2 separate regions of the Xenopus tropicalis genome follow, and region 1 is linked to region 2. A link is a contact called in public Hi-C data. All regions are on one chromosome and are shown on one strand. Each heading gives the region's core, a stretch centred on a gene start, on an enhancer-like site or on the middle of the called end of the contact. The rest is flanking DNA. Distances are from core to core; before and after follow the strand shown. Region 1 holds the start of ap4e1 (AP-4 complex subunit epsilon-1). Region 2 holds the start of leo1 (RNA polymerase-associated protein LEO1).

Evidence for each region. A called contact is a pair of places that touch in the nucleus more often than the background predicts.
Region 1: a Hi-C map of neurula embryo shows a contact between it and region 2, with 3 times the contacts expected there. The contact joins the promoter of ap4e1 here to the promoter of leo1 in region 2. A contact is called at or near these places in 3 of 5 Hi-C or Micro-C datasets (brain, gastrula embryo and neurula embryo).

The regions. Positions count from the first base shown.
Region 1 is chr3:102,452,418-102,458,704 of UCB_Xtro_10.0, reverse strand. It overlaps ap4e1 (AP-4 complex subunit epsilon-1), which reads right to left and starts at 2,296. Exons shown (of 21, transcript XM_002936344.5): 1 at 2,074-2,296; 2 at 1,322-1,393. The coding sequence starts at 2,199.
Region 2 is chr3:102,306,092-102,313,163 of UCB_Xtro_10.0, reverse strand. It overlaps leo1 (RNA polymerase-associated protein LEO1), which reads left to right and starts at 4,965. Exons shown (of 12, transcript XM_002936345.5): 1 at 4,965-5,141; 2 at 6,616-7,072. The coding sequence starts at 5,084.

The sequences.
Region 1 (6,287 bases), core at 1,047-3,546, 150 kb before region 2:
AAGAGGATTGTTTTGAAGGAGGAACCAAATTCTGTTTCCAAGCACTGATAGTAGACTGGTGCCTTCATTATAACTGGAACACCAACGAGACTATTAAGAACACAATTAGGGATAAAGGATTATGGAGTCCTAACCGTGGCATAACAATAGAGGAAGCAGACCTGGTGGTTGCAGGGGCCCAGGGGGACATGTCTGCTTCCTCCAAGGGTGCACAGGCCCGGATTTGTGACAAGGCCACAAAGGCCCAAGCCTAGGGCAGCAGGGCTTTAGGGACGGCATTCCACTCAGCTTCTGTTTTTAATTTGGGTCCGAAGCACTGGGGAGGTACGAGAGGCCTAATAGTTTTTAATGCCCCACACACCAATCCCCAGTGCTCCTGACCCAACTACAAATTTCTGTGCATGTGCGCACCTGAACAGTCCCAAAAGGGAGGGGGCAGCAGAGAGCCAAGAGACGGGGGCCTAAGGGCGCCCACATTACAAATCCAGCCCTGATGGTGCATTTAAATCTCTGCTCACTGGTAGGAGAGTGGTCGGGAGCGGGGATTTAAAATGCAAAGTCATCTGGGCGGAAGCGTTAGCATGCAGGGAGAGGGGCCCTTCCAAAGACTTTTTTTTTAGCAGGGGGCCCGGTGCAGTGTTGTTACCCAACTGAGTCCTAAGGACCCTAAGTTTGAACCACTAGGGTTCGGTACAAGCTTTGATGGTTTCTGCTTTTTTTTTTTTTTTTTTTTAAATGTGATCGCTGTGCTAGCAATCCTTATCTACTGACCACTTTTACACTTTATTAAATTAGTCTTTTTGATTAAAAAGCCATAAACTTACTGCTGGCATGAAATAAAAACACCCCTTTGTCTTTGCATTGCCTGTTATACTCAATTACTTTCAGTGCTATAAGCACTTGTGTGCAGCAAGTTGTTTACTGTTGGCGTCATGGCTTTGCACACAGGTCTTTGCACCTTTATACGTGCGATTCTGAATTAGACAGTGTCTGGGAACCACTAAGGAAAAAAATTAAATATAATGGAATAAAGGAAACAAAACTAAATGTGACATTCCCATTACAAAGTAAGGTTTCTAGCCAAATGTATATTGCTGTGGTCCATTTGTAATCAAGCCCTCTGTGTACTCATGTTTAACAGAATTCATTTGAGTACTTACTTAAAGGGGAACTTCACCCAAACACAACAAAGCTTTTTGAAAAGTAAACATAATAATTTCAAGCAACTTTACATCACTATACATCACTAATATTTCAAATATTAGAAAACAACGGTTACACAAAATTGCTAAACCATGGAGTCATAATGCAGAGTTATTACCAGAGTTGTGTTTGCAGAGGAAACGGTTACTTTCAAATTAGCAAGCTCCTGCTGAATTAATTTTTCTTCTTCCTAAGGGATATAAGAAAAGAAAAAGGTAGTACATAAACATTAGGGCATTGCATCTATTGGTACAAATATGTATATTATTTCCAAGTAAAGTAAATGTCTATGTTATAGGATTATACACAGACCTTCAACTTGTGACTCCTAGTACAGAGCTAAACCTGGATAACAGAACTTAATAGCCTTAACTGTTCTTCTCAACATGTTTTAAATGTTCCACAGAGAGATGGGCGCATAACAGATAAATAAGGAGAAAGCTATAATTAGAACAGGAAAGACTGAGTTTTTATGTTACATAGGGTTGAAAAAAGACCAGAGTCCATCAAGTTCAACCCTTCCTAGTAAACCCAGCACATACAAGCTATACTTACCAATCTATACACTCACATACATAACTATATATACAAACATCAATACTAACTGTAGATATTAGTATCACAATAGCCTTGGATACTATGCTTGTTCAAGAACTCATCCAGGCAAAAAAGAAATCCATGTTGCAATGGAATATAATAAGCAGGTAAAGCATTGCAGCTTTTGAACACTGGTGTTGACAGCAAGTAAAGCCAAACAGATGGAACCTGGCCCATAAGGATCGCTTGGCCCTTCCTGGACATGTTCCAGACAAGCTGCCAGTCCCTGACACATGAGGGCCTGTAAGTGCCAGACCCTTGCCCTGCCCACACCTGTCTGGAAGTGAGAGCCGTGATGCTACGGATGAGGTTTCCGAGCTTGGAACTGGCCCCGGACGGCGAGTCCTGGAGGATAAGGCCAGGCAGCGCGCTGAGAGTCCTTTCTACGATCTCACTCATCTTACTGGGACATTATCACAACAGCAGCCGGCATCTTCCTTCCCTTCTTCCGGCTACATTCAAACTCGCAAAACTTTACCCACACATGACGAAGTGTGCACTGACAGCTGTAATTATGCGCTTAGTGACCAGGAGTAGCCAGCAGGGGGCAGGCGGTACCCGCTAGTCGCTACAAGAGCATGGAACTAGGCAAGGAATTAGCTTACAACGGTATTTAACCTGCTTTCGGTCCCTTCTGAGATTGAACAGTTGCTTCTTGTATTACTATTTAAGCCAATATTTATATATTTTATATACTAAATATTGCATTTCTTTTACTGCATATCTTTTATCATTTAAATGATGCTGTTCTATGTTACTCTGTATATTACTGTATGCTGGAATAGTCTCATCTATTACCAGTGTGAGGGGTGCCCAGAACTGGAAGCTACAGGTCCCGCCCACAGTGCAGGTGCCTCTGTACATCCCAACACTATGGGGCCCATTCATGAAAGAACAATTTTTTTTTTTTTTTCAGAAAAAAACTTAATTTTTAGAACTTTTCTCTGACCACGATAATATTTGTATTTTTCGCAAAGACTAAGATCCATTTTGGAATTCGTTCAAGCTTTGGTATCGTGACTATCTTTTGGCCAGGTTGGAGCTGCAGAGTGCCATTGAGTCCTATGGAAGTCTTGCAAAATCATATGTTGAAGTTTCGGATCTGAAAATTTTGTGACTTTCGGATCACAACCACGATATTTTCGTACGACCAAGAAAAGAATTTTCGCACAATTTTCGCACATCAGAAATTATTGTGGTTACTCCAAATTTTCCAATCATGCTTTTAACCAGTGAAAATTCATGCTTTAATGAATGGGCCCCTATCTCTCTGGTTCAGAGACTGAATAGTACAGGCCATGCCATGTTATAGTTTCCTTGTTGTGTAACTGTTGTGTAGCAGTCTCTAACTTCCAGGGACACAGCTGGGTGCAGGCCAGGACTGGCAATGTGTGGATTCTGGCAAATGCCAGAGGGGCTGCTGTAAGGTGCCATAGACAGTCACTATTTATTGGGCTGGTGGGGGGCTGTTTGGGCCTCTGTGTACCTGAAATGCCAGGGCCTATTTTAAATCCCAGTCCATACCTGGCCAGGTGTATGTATTGTTAACCCGGAGTAGCCAGCAGGGGGTTACTCCGGGTTAACAATGTTGTTACATGTGCCCACTTAACAAGAGTTTGTCTTCGGGCTGTGACACTCTGGGAGATTAGTTGCAGTCACAGTTTCCTCTCAAGGCAACTTCGGCAAATTGCGGCGCCGCGTATGCCATCCCACTGGCGATTTACATTCTAGCGGTGAGATGGCATTGCGGGGAGATTAGTCGCCTGTGACAGGGAAGATTTGTCGCGTGGCTACTCATCTCCCGTGTGTCACAGCCCTTCCTGTTTCCATAAACAATTCCCATTGTCTTATTTCACTCAACAAACGGTAGCCCAGGGGATTATTAACCAATTAGAGAGGGTCTCAATGATTCCCATTAAGTAATGGGAAATGTTACAGTCATAGGCGGATTTTCAATAAGGCTAAGGGAGGCCAAACCTGCTTGGCACCTTAAAAAAACAAGACAAAAAAAAAAACCTCACTCTGTTTCTGCACTGCCCTGGAAACCTTCTGTATCTGCAAGCCGATTATGCTGTGCTCCGACTGGATCTTTCTTCTTGTGGATTCTCCAATCAGCACAGCTTTCTTGACAGACAGTAAAATTGACCAATCAAAGTACAGATGCACACAGGGATCGGGAGATTTTGCAAACTGAAGGCAGTGCAGAAATGAAGACTGAAAAGAAGAATCTGCAGCTATAACTTTACCTGAGAACCAACTCTCAACTTTTGCTGCAGATTTCATCCCACTCCCACAGGTGCTATACACAGGTACTATACACAGGCACTATACACAGGTACTATACACAGGCGCTATAAACAGGCACTATACACAGGTACTATACACAGGTACTATACACAGGTACTATACACAGGCACTATACACAGGTACTATACACAGGTACTATACACAGGTACTATACACAGGCACTATACACAGGAACTATACACAGGCACTATATACAGGTACTATACACAGGCACTATACACAGGCACTATACACAGGTACTATACACAGGCACTATACACAGGAACTATACACAGGCACTATACACAGGCACTATACACAGGCACTATACACAGGCACTATACACAGGCACTATACACAGGCACTATACACAGGTACTATACACAGGTACTATACACAGGCACTGTACCCAGGTACTGTACGCAGGTGCTATACGCAGGAGTTATACGCAGGTACTATACGCAGGTACTATACACAGGTACTATACACAGGCACTATACACAGGCACTATACACAGGTACTATACACAGGCACTATACACAGGCACTATACACAGGTACTATACACAGGCACTATACACAGGCACTATACACAGGCACTATACACAGGTACTATACACAGGCACTATACAGTTCTAAAGGCTAAATCACTAGTTGAAATTAAATAGTTTTTTGCCTGATCTGACATTTATTATATCCCTATCCCCTACCCTAACATATGAATGGTAAGTTAACTCTTTCCCCCTGAAAAAGCTCATTGTGCTTTTATATATTTGTTGTTTTTTGCACTTACTATTTTGTTTTTTTGTTTTGTTCATTTCTAGTTACAGTGGGACCAATGTTTAGTATTGGTGCCAGTGTTATAGTGCCAGGGCCAGAATATCTGCCATCCGTACCCACTGCTTCTCATGGCATGTAATGTGCTGGTTTTGTAAATACAGACTGCGTCTTACTGTATATAAGTTAACGTTTAGTATGTTATAGAATGGCCTATTCCTCACAACTTTGCAATTGGTCTTCCTAATTAATTTTTTTTATAGTTCTTGAGAAAATGTACCTTTCTCTTCTGCCTCTTTACAGCTTTCAAATGGGGGTCACTGACCCCGGCAGCCAAAAAGTATTGCTCTGTGAGGCTACAATTTTATTATTATTGTAATTTTTTATTACTTATTTTTCCATGCAGGCCCCTTAACTATTCATATTCCCATCTCTTGTTTAAACCACTACCTGGTTGCTAGTATAAATAAGACCCTAGCAACCAGATCGCTGCTGAAATACCAAAAGGAGAGCTGCTGAACAAAAAGCTAAATAACTGAAAAAACATTAAAAATAAAAGAGGACCAATTGCAAATTGTCTCAGAATATCAATGTCTACATTATATTAAAAGTTAATATAAAGGTGACCTACCCCTTTAAGCTAAGTGATTCCAAACACAAATGGATGGAGAACCCCTCACAGAAGTGCACGTATGAATACTTTTACATCCTAAGCATTTTAGGGTAAAAAAGCCCTCCCACCCGCACTTTTGCACAGAATCCCTGGGAGTCAGTGGGAACCGCAAGAGATAGTTGGGAGGTTAATTTTTTACACAAGCAGCAAATCCACTAAGGGGCAGATTTATCAAATCACGAGTTCGAATTCCGAATGGGAAAAATTCAGATTTGATACGAAAATTTCTGAAGATTGCAAATATCACGAAAATGCTTATGAAAAAATGGTATTACTCATGATAATATCGTATCGGCGATCCGAAAGTCACGGAATTTTCGCACCGAACCATTGTAAACAGCGGCAGAGCCTTTTCGAATTTTTCGCGCGGCCGCAAAAAAAACGCTGAGAATATGCTCGGAGCAGTCCAAGACTCCGAGCATTCGGGTCTTGGTAAATCTCCCCCTAAGTCTCACATTAGCTGTAGGTCAGACTCTGTATGGCCCATCTTTAGCCTCCCCAAACAAAAAAGTCACCCTCCGCCTATGGTTACAGTACAACAGAAAATACTAACTATACTGTGGTACACAATTGGACTTAAACATTTTTTATGGGTTGTCTATTTAATTACCCAATTTAATTTAGACCCCCTTTAAAAATGTTAAAAAGGAACTATCATGAAAATTAACATTTAATATAAGCTTTATCTCGCTAAAATAAGAAACTTTTTCAATATAATCAATTCAAATTTTGACCTTTTTTTGAAATACCCA
Region 2 (7,072 bases), core at 3,716-6,215:
CATACATAAGTACTAAGGTTGAAGGGTAGTTAGATACCTTTTAGAAAAAAGTTGTAAAAAGCTGATCTTGCATGTATTAAAGGGGACCGGTCACCTTAACATATAATTTCAAATCCATTTCTGTTATTAATTGAGCAAACTAAACCTTACACTATATACATAACTTAAATCTTGTCTCCTTCAGTCTTGGAATTGACAATCACAGCAAGCAGATAGGCACCATATTGTGGACATTTTAATTAAGGCAAGTTCTGTATCACCGCATATCTTTTGTATGCAACAAAATGCAAACATTTCATAACTGGTAATCGAGAATAGAGAAATAAATCTCACTTACAAACACCTGGCGCATTGAAGCCTCCAAACTGGAGCAATAGGTTGCACAAATAACTATTCAGAGGCATCAAAACAGCAATTTGAGTGACACTCCTTTCTCTATACTGTACATATACCCAGAGGTCACCAGACTTGTAGGTGCACACAAGGTATTAAAGGAGAAGAAATGGTATAAACTAAGTAAGCTTTATCAGAAAGGTCTATGTAAATACAGCCATAAGCACTCACAGACACACTGCACTGAGTCCTCTATCAAAAGAAACAGGATTTCTTGTCTTTTTTTATATACATTCAGGTATCTGACTTCCTCTCTCAGAACAATCCTTCATTCCTGCTCCCCCCTCCCACAAGGATGTTTGATCTGAGCTAAAACAGCTAGAGCTGTAGCAGGAAGCTATTTAAAATGGCAGCTGCTGTCTTAAAGGAGAAGGAAAGTCATTTTGGCATTTTACTGCCAATAGATTCACCACATTAGTGCCACCTAAAACACTATATTTATTCTGCAGAAAGCTTTACTATACCTGAGTAAGGAGTTCTAGAAGCTCCCTCTGATAGCAGCTGCCATTTTAGCTTGGTCTTGGTAGCTTCCTGCTGCAATTATAACCATTGGGAGCTCAGATCACACATTCCTTAGGGAGGGGGGAAGAGAACTGCATAAACTCAAGCCCCAAACCTGAAGGAGCCCTAAAAGAGAGGAAGTCAGATACCAAAGAACATGTTCACAAATAATGAGACAAGAAATCCTGTTTCTTTTGATAAACGACTCAGTGCTGCTTCTCTGTGAGTGTTTATGGCTGTATTTACATAGACCTTTCTGAGGAAACCGAGAAAGCTTCTAGAGCTCTTTACTCAGGTATGGTAAAGCTTTCGGCAGAATAAATATCGCGTTCTAGGTGGCACTAATGTGGCGAATCAATTGGCAGTAAAATGCCAAAATGACTTTCCTTCTCCTTTAAGGGCCATCCACTTAGCGCTCTGGGCCCCCTCAGAAGAACATTCCCCATGGTTATTAATAAGCTGTACGATGAAACAGCACTGTACCGTATATACTCGAGTATACGTCGAGTTTTCCAGCACCAAAAATGTGCTGAAAAAGTCACACTTATTGTGATCCTGCTCCTCACAGACTGCCTGATCGCGCTCTTCTGCGCACCGCAATAGTGCCTGAGGCGGAAGTGATGTCACGCTCCCCTGCGGCCAGCCGGTATTCAAAATACCTGTGTCCCCGCAGTTCCAGTAACCTCAGCTGTCAGTCAGACTGCCGCCTCCGATCGTGGTGATTATAAGGTGCCCTACATTGGTAAGCCTATGCTCTGTGTTTCATTGAATACTAATGTATAAGTGACATGATCGTCACTTGTTCTCCTTCCTTTACCTAAATAAGAACCTGCGCACCCATACCGGCATTAAGGTTGCAGTTCAGCAATACAGGTTGTCTTCCTGAAACACTTCTTTTTCTTTCTTCTGAGTGTCCTGTTATGTCTTAACCTGTCCCATCATTATATATTTTTTTGTGTTATTATTTTCTGTGATATAACTGACTACTGTTTGTTTTTATTTGTATTTATGTATATTATCAACACGCTTGGAGGTGTTTACTGGCCACTTATATAGTGATGTCATCAGCCGGTTAATGGCACCAGTGGGTCTTTGTTTGCTGTTTATTTACTTTGAAAAAGGCTATTATTTATTATTAATTACTGGTACCGTAATTTAAAGTTACACACATACAGTACAGTATAGAACAAAAAAAAGAAACTTGCTACCACCCTAGGCTTATACTCGAGTCAATACGTTTTTCCAGTTTTTTTAGGTAAAATTAGGTACCTCGGCTTATAGTTCCTTATTTCACGCCTACATATACCAGCTTTGGCTGGGAAGGCATGCTTATAGGATACTCTCTCAAAGTCTGTGTCAGTGCTCACACATTGTAAGGGAAAAAACAACAAAAATTGTATCAAATATAGTGTAGCAGTATTAATTATCAACACACCTTGTGTCACACATACACTACCTCAGAAAATTGAATCCCAGAATGATTTAAAAGAACCCAAAGCGCTTTAAAATCTTAAGTGCTACACGCACATCAAGTGCACAAGTGCATTCAAATAGGTCGGTGAAGCCAGTGTCTGTGGGATTATTGGTTCATTTTAAACTTTCTTGCTATACTCACAAAATCAGGAAGGGTTTGGGATATACAAAGGGCTCTTATCAGGGACACCAATTACTCTCCACTCTTCTCCTTCCCTTTAGGGCTCTGGCACACAGGGAGATTAGTCGCCCGCGACAAATCTCCCTCTTCGCGGGCGACTAATCTCCCCGAGTTGCCATCCCACCGGCGAACATGTAAGTCGCCGGTGGGATGGCACACGCGGTGGCGCGATTTCGGCAAATCACCGAAAATGCCTCGCGAGGCAACTTCAGCGATTTGCCGAAATCGCCTGCGCAGCGTGTACCATCCCACCGGCGACTTACATGTTCGCCGGTGGGATGGTAGTTCGGGGAGATTAGTCGCCCGTGACAAGGGAGATTTGTCGCGGGCGACTAATCTCCCCGTATGCCAGAGCCCTTAGGGATAACAAGAAAGTGGCATCTGCAGAAAATCTTAAAAATCTTTAATAGTAAGATTAGAATGCACTTACAAACATATCTTTAAAAGAGCATATCACATGGGATTCTGCTGCAGCTACAATACAAGAGGTGTCCGGCGTTTCTCACTATATGCTGCACATGTCCCCTGTCTCTGAACAGACGTCTTCACTAGAACGCTGCTGAGGTCACCACTGCCGTGTTTTACCTGGACGACTTCTTCTCTTAGCGATCACGAGACTTGTAGTCTTGACACATTTTACCCCACAATATCTGAATAAACTTTTAACTTAAACCATGAAAATTTTGCATCGTGGTTGTATGAAAATATCATGGTATGATCCGAAAGTTCCAAAATTTTCGTATCCGAACGATCGTAAATGGTGCAAAAACCTTTCTGATTTTGATCACACAAATTGACTTTGAAGCACAAATTGTCACAAAGTACTAAAAAGTTGCGGAAATTAATGAAAAAAATCGCAGAAAATACACACAGTTGTAAAACTTAGAAAAAATATAAATCTTTAGCATTCGGACTCAACCGTACTTTAATGAATAGGCCCCTTAATGTAGGCATTGGTATTATGAGGGGCACATTTACTAATCCACGAACGCTCCGAAGGCGTCCGAATGCGTTTTTATCGTAATGATCGGTATTTTGCGATTTTTTCGGAAACAGTCGCAACTTTTTCGTAGCCATTATGACTTTTTCGTAGCCATTATGATTTGCGCGAATTGTCGCGACTTTTTCATAGCCTTCGCGCTGAGTACGAAAGTTTCAGATTCATTCAAGCTTCAGTATCGTGACTTTCCTTGGGCCAGGTTGGAGCTGCAGAGTGCCATTGAGCCCTATGGGAGACTTTCCTTGGGCCAGGTTGGAGCTGCAGAGTGCCATTGAGCCCTATGGGAGGCTTTCCTTGGGCCAGGTTGGAGCTGCAGAGTGCCATTGAGCCCTATGGGAGACTTTCCTTGGGCCAGGTTGGAGCTGCAGAGTGCCATTGAGCCCTATGGGAGACTTTCCTTGGGCCGGGTTGGAGCTGCAGAGTGCCATTGAGCCCTATGGGAGACTTTCCTTGGGCCGGGTTGGAGCTGCAGAGTGCCATTGAGTCCTATGGGAGACTTTCCTTGGGCCAGGTTGGAGCTGCAGAGTGCCATTGAGCCCTATGGGAGACTTTCCTTGGGCCGGGTTGGAGCTGCAGAGTGCCATTGAGCCCTATGGGAGGCTTTCCTTGGGCCAGGTTGGAGCTGCAGAGTGCCATTGAGCCCTATGGGAGACTTTCCTTGGGCCGGGTTGGAGCTGCAGAGTGCCATTGAGCCCTATGGGAGACTTTCCTTGGGCCAGGTTGGAGCTACAGAGTGCCATTGAGCCCTATGGGAGACTTTCCTTGGGCCGGGTTGGAGCTGCAGAGTGCCATTGAGCCCTATGGGAGACTTTCCTTGGGCCAGGTTGCAGCTCCAACCTGGCCCAAGGAAAGTCACGATACTGAAGCTTGAATGAATCTGAAACTTTCGTACTCAGCGCGAAGGCTACGAAAAAGTCGCGACAATTCGCGCAAATCATAATGGCTACGAAACAGGAAACAGGAAAACCATTTTGTGGCTACTCTACTGCAAGGATTTCAATATTTTTAGATTTCTTATTTTTAATTCATATTTATTCATTTATGTTTCTTCCTATTAATAACATTGGTATCAAATATAATTTTAGGTGCAACGTTAGCCCTACGTTTAGTAACCCAGGGCAACAAAGCAAAGTTGCAGCATAGTAAATGGCAGCTGTTTCTGGAAGCTATGGGTTACAGTCATGTTATTCCTTTATCCCCTGCACTGAAAGGCACCAAGCTAACCCCTATGTCCCCGCCCTCACAGATTTGGCTGTTAATGCGTCAGGTTTTAGTGAGTCTAAACAGTCTGATAGTAGCCATTAATATGAAGTATTTAAATGATTTAAATAGATACTTTGTGCAGAACTGCTATCGATTCCCCAACAGATAAGCCTCACAGCGCCACAAGCCGCTGCCCCCCAGCACTTCCAGCTTCCCAGAAGCCTCCGCGCCGCAGCTCCCAACTCCCCGCCCAGCAGCTTCCACGTCCTTTGCTTTTCATTCATTTCCTGCTTTACGGCAACAGCGTTGCTCTGCGGCAGCGCGACTTGGCCATGGCGGACATGGAGGATCTGTTCGGTAGCGATGCCGAATCTGAGAATGAGCAGAAAGGTAAGGGCGCCTGCCCCGGTGGTGGGTTTGCATATTGTTTTAGGTACCTCTGTTAGGCCTGTAGTTTGCTATTAGGCTAAACGATATCCATCTGCAATCTTCTCTGTGCGGACAGGGCATTCTGGGAGCTGTAGTCCGCATTAGCGTGAGGCGCTCTGTTTCTCAACTTCAGCTCCCAGAATGCCCTGTCAGAGTCAGAGAGATGTGTCTGTACTAACTTGATTAATCGCTAGGAATCCATACATTGCCTTTACTCTTATTTTTATCTAAGGGCAGTGATATAAAGGAGCACCAGATCCTGGAACCATATCTTAGAACACAGAGCCCTATATGGGTTCCCAAACAGTGGCACAAGCAAGAGCTGGATCGCTTCACCTGCCTTTTCCTACATACACCTATACAGTCTTAACTGGCTGAATAGCCAGCCTTTGGGCTAGTGATTGGCAAACAGCGTCTGTCATTAGTGCTCTAATGTGACATTCAGTACATAGCATTTTCCACTTGACATTCTGTTCCTTTGCTACAGCAGGGGAGGATTATGCTCTTTTACCTTGATCAGTGCAGTGGCTGCAAGACTGATGGCATTGTTTATAAGTGACCATTGGTTGCACGAAAGATCGTTCCCACCCTCCGCTGAAGTCAGATATGGAGGTAGAAACAATAGAAATTTTACCTCCTTCTGCTGATTCAGCCCTGAACGTAGATTTTGCTCGGGCATCTGATCAAAACTTTTAACCTGGCGATTGACGAGCCGCCTTGTCGAGCCGTCATACACGCACCGAATATCGTAAGAAACGAGGTTTCGTACAATATCATTGGTGCGTGTGTGACCAGCTTAATGCTAATGATGCATTTTCCTTAGTACAGGTATAGGATCCTTTATCCAAAATGCTTAGGACCAAGGGTATTCCGGATAAGGGTTTTTTTTGATCTCCATAGCTTCCATAGTCCAACAAAAAAATCAATCAGACATTAATTAAACCCAATAGGATTGTTTTGCATCCAGTAAGGATTAACTATATCTTAGTTGGGATCAAATAAAAGCTACTCTATTATTGTTACAGAGAAAAAGCAAATCAGTTACCTGTATAAATACAGTAAAATAGTTTTTGTGTGTATATAAGAAAAGATTGATGTCTCTGTAGCAAGTGAGAAGATAAAAGGCTACCAGTAGTGTTACACCAATTTTGATATAATTGCCATTTAGGGCTTAGGAGTCAGGAAGGGTTTTTTTTCCCTCTGTAAATCAAATTAGAGATAGCATGTTAATATGTTATATATGCGGCCAATTACTGGTACTTATACAAAGAAACTGACAGATGTTGCTGCACTAAGAGGATAAATTTGATAGCTCTGTTTGGATGATCAACTTAGAGCCTTATAAGTGTAACAAAATGTAAGATGATTTAATACTGTACAGTAGTATATATTTTCTATATGATATGTAAACATTATTACATGTTTGTGTTTGCAGAATCAGACTCTGGATCTGGATCAGATTCAGATCAAGGTAATGATGGCTCAGGGAGCAATAGATCTGGAAGTGATAGTGACCGGGATGAGGATGATGATGAGCATGCTGCGGTAAAACCAAGCAACAAAGAGTTGTTTGGGGATGATAGTGAGGATGAGGTTGGGTCTCAACACAGTGGCAGTTATAACCGCTCTGAGAGATCATACAATGCATCTGAGACAGCCCACTCGGATCAAGAAGTCAATGATCAGTCTGATGCTGAACAGCACAGTGGCTCAGAAGCTCTCCATGATGAAGACAACGATGAAGATGTAGGGCGAAGGTCAGATCATAGTAGTCCTCGTTCAGAGGCTGATGGCTCAGATAAAGATGCAAATTCAGACGACGAAAAATGGGGCAGGGAGGATAAAAGTGATCAGTCTGATGAGGATGAGAAGATGCAAAACTCTGATGATGA